2 separate regions of the Mus musculus genome follow, and region 1 is linked to region 2. The links are chromatin contacts, called in public HiChIP or PLAC-seq maps. All regions are on one chromosome and are shown on one strand. The core of a region is the stretch at or near the end of the contact, and the rest is flanking DNA. Distances in the headings are between cores, read along the strand shown.

Evidence for each region. HiChIP or PLAC-seq counts read pairs in DNA pulled down with a chosen protein or histone mark.
Region 1: an H3K4me3 HiChIP or PLAC-seq map of bone marrow-derived macrophages shows a contact between it and region 2, with 3 times the contacts expected there. The contact joins two enhancer-like sites. A contact is called at or near these places in 1 of 39 promoter capture datasets (embryonic stem cells), 11 of 115 datasets of contacts at active chromatin or transcription factors (T-cell acute lymphoblastic leukemia, bone marrow-derived macrophages, embryonic basal ganglia and 4 more) and 2 of 9 other capture datasets (embryonic stem cells and embryonic tail).

The regions. Positions count from the first base shown.
Region 1 is chr14:25,598,883-25,602,395 of GRCm38.p6, forward strand. All of the region lies in intron 6 of Zmiz1 (zinc finger, MIZ-type containing 1), which reads left to right. Among named protein-coding and RNA genes, the nearest start is that of Gm45915, 2.9 kb to the right of the region's middle. Within about 2 kb of position 2,114, at least 57 of the 459 cell types and tissues checked have an H3K27ac peak or open chromatin away from gene starts, as enhancers often do. A contact at or near this core is called in bone marrow-derived macrophages, where this site is marked.
Region 2 is chr14:24,975,700-24,979,121 of GRCm38.p6, forward strand. It overlaps Gm41111 (a long non-coding RNA gene), which reads right to left. Exons shown (of 3, transcript XR_874422.2): 3 at 1-2,891. Among named protein-coding and RNA genes, the nearest start is that of Gm41111, 5.3 kb to the right of the region's middle. Within about 2 kb of position 2,147, at least 1 of the 459 cell types and tissues checked has an H3K27ac peak or open chromatin away from gene starts, as enhancers often do. A contact at or near this core is called in bone marrow-derived macrophages, where this site is marked.

The DNA of each region.
Region 1 (3,513 bases), core at 864-3,363, 620 kb after region 2:
ACATTAATAAAGAAGGCAAACTCAGGTCCGTACACACAGGCACCACAGCATGCACCAGACAAAAGCCATCCAAGCCAAGGACAGCATCACTTGAGGCCATGAATGGCAGTCTAAGATGCTAGACCTTGGAACTTGGTCCTGGCTACTGTAGAAAGCAAGGTTGATGTTCACACAAGTGACATGGTCAGCTTTGCCTTTTAGAAGCCTTTGCCAGGGAGAGCAAGCTAGGGCCAGAGGCAGAGAATACAGTTTAGAGACGGGAACAAGACTGTACTGGGGTGGAAGCCAAACATGCTGGGAGAGAGAGAGGGTAGCTCTTCAGCATTTCAACTGGCCGTACCTCACCCTGAGCCGCCAATACGCCAGGCTTCTGAAAGTCGGTTGGTGCTAAGAAATTGTTTCATGCTTGATACCCTGGTTATGAATACGGTATATAGCACTTTTCAGAAAAGGTGGGGGGAGGGGAGTCTTTACTTTAGATTCTACTAAGTTTAAAATGAAAGTTGGTTATGCATTTTTAATCCTAAAAATAATACGTGTCGTTTATTGGACATTAGTCGTAGAATATAGACAGTAAAGGGTAGAGCTGACATCCTACCAGTAAACTAATAAGTTGGTAGCTCTCCATTAGTCTTTCGATAATCATTTGTCCGGTACCTGTCTTGGTCCAGGCACAAAATCATCAAGGATGCAGAAGTGAACAAAATAGATAGAGCTGCTTTGCTGCCTTTATGGAGTACCTGGTCTAAGAGAATTAGAACCTCATTAATAAGCTCCGGGAAAGGGAAAGGCAAAGAAGTGTGGCATGTTGGCTCCTTTAGAGGCAGCTTCTTGGTCTTGACAGCACGATGTGTATTGGGAGTCTCTTGCCTGGCCCCATGCCACCTTCCCAGGGCATGAGCAAGGTCACCCCAATGGTGACCTTACCCAGCTAGACTTAAGGAAGCCAGTGCCCTTCATCACAAAGAAAGGTACAGAATCCACACTAGCTGACTTCCCTGGTGATGGAAGGAAACCAGGGCCCAGAAAAGGACGGCGACCTGCCCTTGGTCCCCCAGCAGGCCCACAGAGCTTTCTCCCTGTCAGACATCTGCTGCTCAGCTGAGCTCAGCTCCAAGGAGCCTGATTTCAACATCGAGCCTCCTACCCGGCGCCCCGCCCTGGCGGCCACCTTCAGATTTTGCCCAGACAGACATTCCTGCATGGCCTGTCTGCTCACGTCCAGAACCCTTGGAGGTGGGGGACATCTGGGACCACACTGGGGAGAGGAAGAAGCCGCTGTGGGAAATGGCACCGATAAGAAGCAGGCAGCCCGCCCGGAGAGCTCCTTCTCACCCCAGACAGGGAGAAGAGGGGAAGATGGCACCAGGTAGCAGTTTCCTGGCAAAGCTCACGGGCCTGCCGAGTTGTCTGCCCAGAACACAGAGGAGTCAGGGCATGCTCTCCTGCTCAGCCCATTGCTGATCTCTCCTTCTCTGGCACCCCAAGCAGCAAGGCCTTTAGACAGGACTCCTTATTTTCCCCACTCTTACCCCACCCCATTGCCATCGCTGCTGCCACCCTCAACTTACACACCTGGGTGACAAGTCAGTCACCACCATGCCCAGAAAGTTCCCCACCCTCTTCATGACATCTTGCAAAAAGCACAAGGCTAGGAAAGATGACTCAGGGCTGCAGAACTTCTGCTAATTTGCTTTGTGAGAAAGCGGCCCCTGAACCTCTCGGAGCTTCAGCTTCCTCATTTAAAACGGTGAGCTGCAGCCAGGTGTGGTGGCGCACGCCTTTAATCCCAGCTCTCAGGAGACAGAGGCAGGCGGATTTCTGAGTTCAAGGCCAGCCTGGTCTACAAAGTGAGATTCAGGACAGCCTCTCTACACAGAGAAACCCTGTCTTGAAAAACCAAAAAAAAGAAAGGAAAAAAAAAAAAAAAGATGAGCTGCTAGGGGGCCTGGGTTGCAGCCCTGCCTGGTCCCCCACCTGGCTGGTGTGCATTGTCACATCCAGTCCTTTCCCTATCTGAACCTCACTTTTGTCCTGTGCAAAGTAGGTGCTATTCCCCAGGCTGCCTCGAACAGACTGGGAAGTGTACAGTAACACAAGCAGACAGACAACAGACAGACAGACAGACTGCTCTGGCAAGAAAGGAAATTGCATTTCCAAATTCAAGGAACTTATGTGGGTCTAGGCCTGAAGCCATCTGGAAACCTTCATCAGGCCTGTGTCCTGGGAGAAGCAATACCCTCCCCCCAGCCCCTCTCCCAGGACTGCTGTGCTTTGAATGTCTCAGCTGCCTCTGTACCCCTCCCTTCAAAAGCAACTCTAGCAATGGGGAAAGATTCATTAGAGGCCTGACTCATGTGGCTTGTACCCACTACTTCCCGGCCCCTTTGTTGGCCAGTCTGAGCTTCCTGTTCAAATAGACTTCCTGGGAAATAGCTTGTGTTCTGCCAGACAGCAGGCTGGCAACCTAGTCCCTGGATAGGCAGGCACAGGTAGCCAGGACATGCAGATCTCTGGAGCCTGTGATTAGCCAGTGTACACTCACTCATTTCTTCGCTCCTTCATTAATTCAGGTAGCTATTTGTCTCCTTTATACAAAGAGTATTTATTATCTTGTAAGGACACATAGATGCTGTTCAAACAGCGTGTATCAGACAAGGATTCCAGTTGACAAAGATCCCGCCTTTTAGCCAGAGAGGCAGAAGTAAACAAAATAAATACTTGAAACATCAGTGTGGCAAAGCTAAGATAGAGAAGAAGCACGGGGTGAGGTGGGAAGGATTATAGCTTGGAACAGTGTGGCTGAGGAAGGACTTTCAGCGAAGGGAGACCCTGCAAGAGGGAGCCAAGTCAGGATGGCTAACTCTGGAGTCAGGCTGCAGCAGGGTCAACAGAGGCACTAAGGAAATGGATTTAGAGCAGTGACTGGCCACAGAAGCTGAGACCCACATCATAAGCCATAATCAGGACCGAGTCAGCAAGAACCTCTGGAATCATGATGGGCTGTGACTTAGATTTCAAAGGGATCACCTCATGGTAGTTTTCTGGGCAACCACTAATAAAGGGCCCAACACATGTACCATAATGGTGTGCATTAACTATCTCATAGTTTGGGGGCCCAAAAGACCCAAAACCAAAGTGTGGGTCCTGTCAAGCTCCTATGTAGGTACCAGGGAAGGAGGGCTCCTCCAAGCTGCTAGAAGTGTCTTAGCTGGTGCTACAAAACCACTGCAGGCTCTGGAGTCTCCACGGTCCTTCTCACTCCTCCTTGAAGAGGGTACCGTCTGCTTGTTGTATCCAAATGTCCCAAATGCTCTCAAGGACACCAGCCATGCTGGACCAGGGCCCACACTCATGACCTCATCTTAACTTGATCTTCAGCAATGCTGTTTCTAAATAGGGTTTCCTTCACAGGTCCTAGGGACTTCAACAATTGGGGAAGCATACAATTTACCCCAATACCATGACTTCTCAACCTATCTCAACTGTCTTAGTTGGGTTTTTCACTATAGG
Region 2 (3,422 bases), core at 897-3,396:
AAATAAAATATCACCCATAATCTTTGTGTTTGAGTGAGTACGGTGTGGGTGGTTAGGTGGGTGTGTCCAGTGAGTTTGTTCCTGTGCATATGTGAGTGAGTATGGGCTAGGGCTTGCCACAGAGCACATGTGGGACCAGTTGACAACTTCTACTGTCCTTTGTCACCCTCCCCTTTGTTAGAGACAGGATCTCCAGTCACCTGCTTTGTACACCAGGCCACCTGGCCTGTGGGCTTTGAGGGACTCTTCTGTATGTACTTCCATCTAGTGCTAGGCACAACAGATTGCAGATGCAAGCTGAGGTGCCTGAGTTCTGGGATTCTGAACTCACTCGGGTGGGTCCTCATACCTGTGCCAAGGATTTAATCCTCTGAGCCATCTCCCTAGTCCTGGTAACCCTATATGTTTTTTAACTAGCAACATCTTCACATTCTTGTTCATTCATTCCTGCAATTCCTTGCTAAGCACTAAAGACCATGTGTTACCTAGAGGACCTCAGACTCTCAGATGAGGAGACTGACTTCACTCTCCAAACCTCCTGAGGAGCCCTGAAACGCTTTTGCTCACCTTGATATCTCTTCATGAGAAAACCAATGCACGGTCAGAATTGTTAAGACACATTTACTTAACAATGTATCTAGTGCACAGCCCACTATGTGTTAGCATACATATTTTCCATCCAAAATATCTGCTTTTCAAAATAGACAGCAAAGAGTAGTGAGGGGTGACGTGATACCTTTGCAATTATCTGGGTCAGTGGGAGATGGCTGGATTTGTCTCTCTGCTCTTCCTTCCAAGTCTCTTGAAGTTTAGAACGAACCCTTCGCCTGGGTCAGATTCAAGCATTGTCTTTCTAGACCGCTGTTGATCTTCTGCTCTGGTATTATACCAAACACAGCAAGTAGAATCCAAGGCCATGACAGCACAACTGCAGCATCAGATGAAATCAACTCTGGGGTTCCATCTTGCAGCCTAGGAGATCTCTGACCTGTATACAATTTTGGGTTAAGATGCAGTGGTGACTCACACAGACCTTTCTCAAGACTGATGCGTTTAATTATCTGATACCAAATCATCACCTTCATTTCTTCTACCAGTGATGATACCAAGACACCCATTAAGTATTGAAAGTACTCAAATTCACACACATGTGAGTATGAGTTGTCCAGGTTCCCACTTCGTGGAGTTCTGTGCATTTTAGTATTGGTAGCAATATTGCTTCTTGTTCCCCTTGAAGGGACAGGCTCTACCCATTGCCCTTTGAGTGAGTGTCCCCAGATACCCCATCTGCACAGGCTCACTTTAATGCCACTCAGGCTTTTGAATGGATGGATGTCCTATGCAAACATTGGTTGCTTCGATTGGACACCCGAGGCAACCATTGCTCTGGGGGAAAGTGCAGAAAGGCTTTGTCTAGATTCCCTCCCAATATGTCATACCACATAGTATAAAGACACGTGCTCCAGGGGGCTGATTAGACCAATCATTTGTTCTGCTCATCAAGGACGCATCTTTTAAACTGTGGGCACAGCAGGGCACAGTGACTGCAGGTACAGGCTGTGGCAAACATCTCCAGTCCTGGTTAAGCACCACTGTTGCGTTTGTGCCATCAGAACAAATGGCACGTCTTGCGTTGGCAACATTATGCAAGTCATTTGACCTCATGGACTTTTGGAATGGCTCACAAGCTGCACTTTGGAAACTTCCGTCTTCGTGAGAGACATACACAGACAACTCTTTCTTCAGGGTTATTCGCTATCCAATATTGAAAGTTTGACACTGAAAACCTGTGTCAGAGTGAAGCAAATGCTACCACTTTTTTGTTGCAGTGAACTATGTGTAACATGAAATGCACCGATTCAACCATGTAGGCATTAGGTGCAGTCATGGAGATGTGAAAGCATGGCCTCCCTCCATCTCCAGGCCCAAGCATCTTCCCGAAGAGAAACTCTGAGACCATGAAACAGCACAGCCTGCTCATCCCCGCAGCCCAGGGACCTCCTGTCATCCTCTCCATCTCTGTGTCTGACCGTGCCTCGCTCTCAGAGGATCGGGATCAAATTGTGACTGGCTAGCTGTGCTGGGCTTGCTTCACTTAGCATAAAGCTTTCAAGGTTCACCCATGTGACAGATGGTGGCAAGATTTCCTTCCTCTTATGGCTGACTAATATTCCATCGTGTGGCTATATGACGTCATACCCTTCTATCCATCATGGATATTTGGGTTATTTTTATCATTTGGCTATTATGCATTAAAATTTTTATCATTGTTTTATTATTATTATTGCAAAGCCTGCCTAGCCTTCCAGTTGACTCCTGACTATTCTTTCTCTGCTTGGCAGTACATCACTAGGCTTTCAGGCCTTCCCCTTCAGCATACCTCACTCCCAGCCCACGTGAAGAACACTCCCAAGCCACTGTCAAGAGCATCTGCCTAAGTTTCGCTCGCTGCTTGGGCCTGGTGCCCCCGTCTCCTTACATCCTTCCCACCCACAATGGACTCAGCAACAGCTGCTCCATCTGCTCCTTCCAACAACTCTCCATTGATCTGCTGTTCCTAACACTTAGAGTCCTGAGCACGGCCCCACCTTGGCCTGTTAAATCCGTGCTTGCATGTGTTCATGTTGGCAGTTCAGCTCGATAAAGATGGAGAGGTCTACACACAGCGCATAGGTGTCTGGGGGAGGTTTCCCAAAGCTTGGGGATCTCATTAGACCACTGTGGATGCCACGGTCTCCCTACACCATCTTTATCAATCATTTAGAAATTTTATTATGGGACACACTGTTTCACCCAGCCTTCTGGCTGTTACGCTACAGCATCCAATAAATTGAGCCTTGAACGAGAAGTGGGTAAATTGGACCTTCATCGCAAAGAGGCTGCTGCATGTTCTGCAAGACAGAAGAAGACAAATCTCACTGTGCGTGTGCTTCTCAGCGAGCTCCGGGAAAGCAGCCACAGCGGGCAGTGTGACTCTGTGCGTCCTTTGCCACTTTCTGCTCTGCATCCCTGGACACTCAGTGGGAAGAGCTCTGCACACCCTTGCATGGCGAGAAACAAGAGTGTGAGACAGAGAGGTAGTAAAACTTAAATGACCTGCCTTGTAGCTGCTTTACACACACATACACACACACACACACACACACACACACACACACACACACACACACACTCCAGCTCTCTGCTGGTAACCTCCTACTGTATACAGAGCTGCACCTACACCCAGCTTTCTGCTGGTGACCTCCTACTGTATACAGAGCTGCAGTGTCTGGTTTTGAGAAGGAATTCTCCAAGAAGAGATTTGTAGGGAGATATAATCTTACTCATTTATAAATGAGGCCCAGAGAGGTTAGGTTTCTTGGTCAAAGCCACACAGCTCACATATTCATTTGCAGATGAATTCCATGTCTCTGGACATCAAC